Linked DNA regions of Mus musculus: region 2 is linked to region 1. Evidence: chromatin contacts called from public ChIA-PET data. All regions are on one chromosome and are shown on one strand. Each heading gives the region's core, a stretch centred on a gene start, on an enhancer-like site or on the middle of the called end of the contact. The rest is flanking DNA. Distances are from core to core; before and after follow the strand shown.

Region 1 (3,120 bases), core at 385-2,884:
TTGAGTCTGCTGGTCTTCCAGTGGAGTCCCTGTCCTCTCCAGGTTTAATGGGAAAGAAGACATGAGGTGCCTTCAGGAGCATGCTCAACTATGGATATATTTGAATCTACATGAACAAGGAATAGTTTATTAGTAAAATGTGTAACCTTCACTTCTAGCTCCAAAGACTGCATGCATTTTCAAAGAGCCTTCTTATTTAGTTTTCAGAAATAATCTTTGCATTCTGAGGAGTTCCATAGCTCTTTTTAACAGATAATTGGGATTATAAATCAAACTTTGGAAGGGAAGCCAGGAGTCATGTCTCACACTTGTAATCCCAGCAATTTGGAGATGGAGGCAGTGGGATTAGGAGCTGAAGGTTATCCTAAGCTTCAGAGTTTGAGGCCAGCATGGGCTCCATTAAATTCTGACTCAGAAAAACCAAACCAGACATTTTAAACTAGGGAAACCTTTTTACCTGTGAAGATATTGTTTATAGTATTTAATTTTTTAAGGAACTTAAACCATGTGTGTGTATGTGTGTGCCACATGTTTGTGCATGAGTATGCATGTGTGTGTCACATGTGTGTGCATGTGTAGCACATGTGAATGCCTGAAGATCTGGGGTTATGGGTGGTTGTGAGTTGCCTTCCGTGGGTGCTGGAATCAGGCCCAGGTCCTAACAGCTAAGCCATCTCTCCAGTCCAAGATCTGAAAACAATGTGTTTGTGTATGTGTGTGTCTGTGTATGGATGTCTAGTACCTAAGGAGGCCAGAAGAAGGTATCAGACCCCCTGGAGCTGGGGTAACAGGCGGTTGTGAAGCCTTCCTATGTGGGTGCTAAGAACTCTGGTCCTCTACAAGAACAGCAGTGGGTTTAGCCGCTGACTGACTCTCCAGTCTGAAGATAAACTTTTTTGTATCTCTGGAGAGGCAGTGTTTTCCAGAGGTTGTTTGCGCAATCACTCTTGGGAAGTTTGGGGGTATGCATGAGGCTCTGGGCCCCTCGTTCCTCAGCTTCTCCACATTTTAGTTTGCAGGCTCCATGTGAGATAAAGAAGCTATCATGCCTAAGCAAAACTGGGAGAAACAATGTTTTAAAAAGTGGAGATTTTTGCATAATTGTTTATCAGCCAAAAGAAAACAAACAAATAACAACAAGAAACACCCCAAACCACATCATACTTCTGTTGTCAGAAGAACTCTTGAAGTTGTTGGAAACATGGGCGCTCACAAGTGCACGCACACACACGTACGGACACACACACACACACACGTACGGACACACACGTACGGACACACACACGTACGGACACACACACACACACACACACACGTACGGACACACACACACACACACACGTACGGACACACACACACACACACACACGTACGGACACACACGTACGGACACACACACACACACGTACGGACACACACGTACGGACACACACACACACACACACACACACACACACACACACACACGTACGGACACACACACGCGTACGGACACACACACGTACGGACACACACACACACACACACACACACACACACACACGTACGGACAGCTTCCTATTTAGAGTATCTAGAGAGGCTAAAGTTGCCTAGTCATTCTCCGCCTCTGTGTGTTTTTGCCAACTTCTGACAGACTTGCCCACAGGAAACGCCTGAGGGTCACAGCCGGCTTCCTGGTGAGCTCTTTGATGCCCAACACCTGTCTGTGGTTGTGGTTGGAGACTGTTTTCTTCAATGGCATTTCCATTCGCAGGCTCACACTCATTTTCAAGATGTAGTCAAAGAATGAAAACCCTAACCCTTCATTTCCTATGTTAGGAAGTACTAAGAGTTTTGTGTCCCATTTTGTCAATTTAGATTCCAAGCTTGGGCCATCTTGATTGGCCCTGTGGTATCTTGAGCAATGAAAGCAGCCTGGGATGGAGGTGATGCAGGTGTGGCGGGGAACACCTCCACACTCTCTGGCCTCGCAGATAAAATTTATATGTAGTGATACTGAAAGTGCAAGATGAAAACTCATGACTCATAAACAGTTGTATGCTTAGTCCCAGGTTCTCTTCTGGTTTGTTGCTGATACCCTTTTTATAATCAATAGAAATGAACCATAGATAGTGTTAGAAAGTTGATAAAAAAAACCATGCAAGTTCTTGTGGTTTAGTAGTAAGGCACCTTGTTAAATATATGGATACGATTAAGAATGTGTGTGTATGTGTGTGGGCTGGAGAGATGGCTCAGTGGATAAGAGCACTGACTGCTCTTCCAAAGGTCCTGAGTTCAAATCCCAGCAACCACGTGATGGCTCACAACCACCCACAATGAGATCTGATGCCCTCTTTTGGTGTGTCTAAAGACAGCTACAGTGTACTTACATATAACAATAAATAAATCTTTAAAAAAAAAAAGAATGTGTGTGTGTTATGTGTGTGTCTGTGTCTCTGTGCGTGTGTTGTGTATGTGTGTGTTGCGTGTGTGTCTGTGTCTCTGTGTGTGTTATGTGTGTGTGTCTGTGTGTGTAGGCCAGCGCTCAGCATCTTCCACAGCCACTCCCCATTTTATTGTTTAAGACTAAGACATTCACTGACCTCGGAACTGCCAGCTTAAGGACCCCCTCAGACTGGCCAGTGAGCCCCAGCAAATCTGTCTCCACCTCTTAAGCTCGGCATAGCAGGCAGATATGTGTGCTTGCTTTTATGTGGTGCAGGGAGCCTCAGGTCCATTTCCTTAGCTGTGAGACTTTTATTTCTAAACTCACACCTCATTGTGGCCCGAAGACAGTAGAATGCTTTCTAGTCGGTGGGTTCAAGGACAATATGATAGCTGTTTAACTTTGGGTTTGTCTTTCTGATAGATTGCCAGGACCCCAGGGTGAAATATCAGGTGTGATGCATAGGGGTCCAGCACTGCAGTCTGCATTGCTAAATACAAATTAACGGATCCTTCTCAGGTAAATGACGCGTACTGTCTTGTCCTCTTAGGGCTCTGGAACTTCATCCGTTCTCAGTGAAGCCTCTTCTGCGGCGAGCAATGGCCTATGAGACCTTAGAGCAATACAGGAACGCATATGTGGACTATAAAACAGTGCTGCAGATAGATTGTGGGATCCAGCTGGCGAGCGACAGT
Region 2 (3,120 bases), core at 171-2,670, 500 kb after region 1:
TTATTATTTTCAAGACAGGGTTTCTGTGTGGTCCCTGCTGTGTTCGAAACCTTTTCTGTAGACCAGGCTGGTTTGGAACTCAGAGATCCACCTCTACTGCCTCCTGAGTGCCAGGATCAGAGGTGTGCTCGATTCTTCCCAGCTTTGAGTCATATTTAAAAGACTCTGTTTTCCCTAGTGACTAAGTAGCAGGTATGTTCATCCACAAATGTAAGCACTAAAAATAACATGTTTACCATAGTTTTCATCCAATTTAGTTCTAATTTGCATATTCATTCTCTCCCCTCCCCCGGTAAAACGGAGGTATGTTTGGGATTTATTCTCTCAAACACACCCTCCCATTCTATGACTGAACAATGGAAAGCATTTCTGGTTTCAGGGCTCAGTGATGGGGATCCAGCTGGCCAGGGGGTTCCTTTGGGTGTGGATGAGGATCTACATCATAAGTGCACTACACACATATGGGCACACACATGGGCACACACATGCACACATACTCATGTACACACGTACACATATTCCTACATATGTGCGCACAGCACATTCATGCACATACATGCACGTATACACACGTGTACACATGTACACACATGTATGCACAAATGCATACACATACATAGTGCTGCTGGAACTGTAACCTGACCTGGTGTCTTCAGAATACAGTATCAGAGTGTAACAAGGTTGAACAGTTTGTAATGCCTGCACTTCTCTGACTCTGTGTTATACACTTTCCCAAAGTTCATTACACACACACACACACACACACACACACACACACACTTTGCACATTTAGTTTATGTCTTCAATTCTTATGATTCCTAAAAGTTCAACTCTATCGAAACTCAAAAGCCATTGAAAGATGCGTTGCTGTGGTCCTTTTTCTGGTTTTCAGTAACAGGCCCCACCCAGTCTTCTGACTGAGGCAGGAGAAACAAAACAGGAAACAGCACTGTGTGTGGAGGAGACAACCACGCTCAGGTTTAAAGAATATTCTCGGGCCCACGGACATGTTAATCAGCGGCAGTCAATATGAAATTGGGACAGATCTAATAGCATCGAAACAGTCGTGCATCTGGGTTCGCGAACGCGAAAAGGAGGCTCGCATAAATACAGTCACCACATTGGAATTTCTCAGTTACACACCATGTAAAGGGCGGGACTTCCTTTATTAAGGATATGACCTCTAAAAGTTAAAAACAGGGACTCCCCCTTTTTTCTCTCAACATAGTTTAACCCGGAGGCTCTGGGTCTAGTTATGTACAAAGTGTCACATTTAGAACATAAAAGAATAATTTTTCGAGCGGATTTGCAAGAGCTGCACATACAATTTTCTACCGCTAGATGGCTCTGAACCTCACAGTGGCGCAGTAATGATATTTGTGCCTATTTATAGATACAGATCGCAGACCCTTCTGTTAGTTTCATAATCCTCTTACGTAATGCTGGCTTACCAGGGACGGTTAATTACCACTCTGGAGATGGGCAGAAGGACCCTTAGGACACGATGTCCCTAGCACTGGACTGGAAGTTCTTAAAGGGTCTGTCCTTGGGTGACCAAGCAGAACTCCAAAACTCTGGAATTTGTCCCCAGAGAAACCGGAGAGGCCAGAGAGGCCAGGTGAAGGATAAAAACAAAGAGCAGCTGCCTGAAGCACGTGACCAGCTGGATGCTGGTGGCTGAGGCCAAGTCAGCCTGTTCTTGGGTCTGGAACCGGCAGAGAGCTAATGCTCTAAGAAGCTTTCTCCTAGCAGCCGCACCTGCCCACAGCCCTCTTCAGAGGCCTGTTCTAGTCACATCTGCCCACCCCTAGGGACTCAAGGACCAGCAAAGCCATGCTAGTGTTCCTGACCAGAGAGCTGCACCAGTCTGCTTCCTATGGGCATTTTCCTAAGGGCACCAACTATTCTTTGTCTGTGAGGCCCACATAGAACTATGGCCAACAGTTTGCACACAGTAGGTACATATTCAGTGTCTGGTGGAAACAAGGGGTTTGACAGGAAGGGTCAGAAAGGCTGATGAAGTAATTGCTTATAAGTTTCTGAATCTTTTTTTTTTTAAATTTATTTACATTTCAAGTGTTATCCCTTTACCCAGTTTTCCTCCCCTTCCAGAAAACCCCTATTTCATACCCTCTCCCCCTGCTTCTATGAGGGTGTTCCTCTCTCCACCCACCCACCCACTCCCGCCTCCCCGCCCTCAATTCCCCTACACTGAGGCATCTATTAAGTTTTCAGAGAACCAAGGACCTCCCCTCCCATTGATGCATGACAAGGCCATCCTCTGCTATATATGCCGCAGGAGCCATGTGTACTCCTTTGTTGGTGGCTTAGTCCCTGAGAGCTCTGGGGAGTCTGGTTGGTTGATATTGTTGTTCTTCCTATGGGGTTGCAAACCCCTTCAACTCCTTCAGTTCTTTCTCTAACTCCTCCACTGGGGACCCCCCCCCCCCCCGCACTCAGTGCTAAGGTTGGCTTCGAGCATCTGCCTCTGTATTTGTCAGGCTCTGGCAGAGCCTCTCAGGACACAGCTGTATCAGGCTCCTGTCAGCAAGCATTTCTTAGCATCCACAATAGTGTCGGAGTTGGTGACTGTATCTGGGATAGATCCCCAGGTGTGGCAGTCACTGGATGGCCTTTCCTTCAGTCTCTGCTCCTCACTTTCTCTCCATATTTGCTCCCGTGAGTGTTTTGTTCCTCTTTCTAAGAAGGACCAAAGGACCCACACTTAGGTCTTCCTTCTTCTTGATCTTCATGTGGTCTGTGAATTGTATCTTGAGTATTTGGAGCTTTTGGGCTAATATCCACTTATCAGTGAGTGCATACCACGTGTGTTCTTTTGTGATTGGGTTACCTCACTCAGGATGATATTTTCTAGTTCCATCCATTTGTCTAAGAATTTCGTGAATTCATTTTTTTTTTTAATAGCTGAGTAGTTCTCCATTGTGTAAATGTACCACATTTTCTGTATCCGTTCCTCTGTTGAAGGACATCTGGGTTCTTTCCAGCTCCTGGCTATTATAAATAAGACTGCTATGAAAGGGTCAGAAAGGCCGAAAAAGTAATCACTTGTAAGTTCACATTCTCATTAAGTCTTTCCCACTGCAGCGGGAGGGCTAAGAA

What was found. ChIA-PET counts read pairs in DNA pulled down with a chosen protein or histone mark.
Region 2: a contact with region 1 is called in an RNA polymerase II ChIA-PET map of memory CD8 T cells, with 44 read pairs. The contact joins two enhancer-like sites. A contact is called at or near these places in 3 of 115 datasets of contacts at active chromatin or transcription factors (embryonic midbrain, memory CD8 T cells and stem cell-derived neural progenitor cells) and 1 of 9 other capture datasets (adipose tissue).

What each region holds. Positions count from the first base shown.
Region 1 is chr15:36,213,192-36,216,311 of GRCm38.p6, forward strand. Spag1 (sperm associated antigen 1) reads left to right here. Exons shown (of 20, transcript NM_001359982.1): 14 at 2,976-3,120. Among named protein-coding and RNA genes, the nearest start is that of Gm41293, 3.6 kb to the left of the region's middle. Within about 2 kb of position 1,635, at least 84 of the 459 cell types and tissues checked have an H3K27ac peak or open chromatin away from gene starts, as enhancers often do. A contact at or near this core is called in memory CD8 T cells, where this site is marked.
Region 2 is chr15:36,714,906-36,718,025 of GRCm38.p6, forward strand. It overlaps Gm41297 (a long non-coding RNA gene), which reads right to left. Exons shown (of 3, transcript XR_875152.2): 3 at 2,977-3,120. Among named protein-coding and RNA genes, the nearest start is that of Gm41296, 6.8 kb to the left of the region's middle. Within about 2 kb of position 1,421, at least 343 of the 459 cell types and tissues checked have an H3K27ac peak or open chromatin away from gene starts, as enhancers often do. A contact at or near this core is called in memory CD8 T cells, where this site is marked.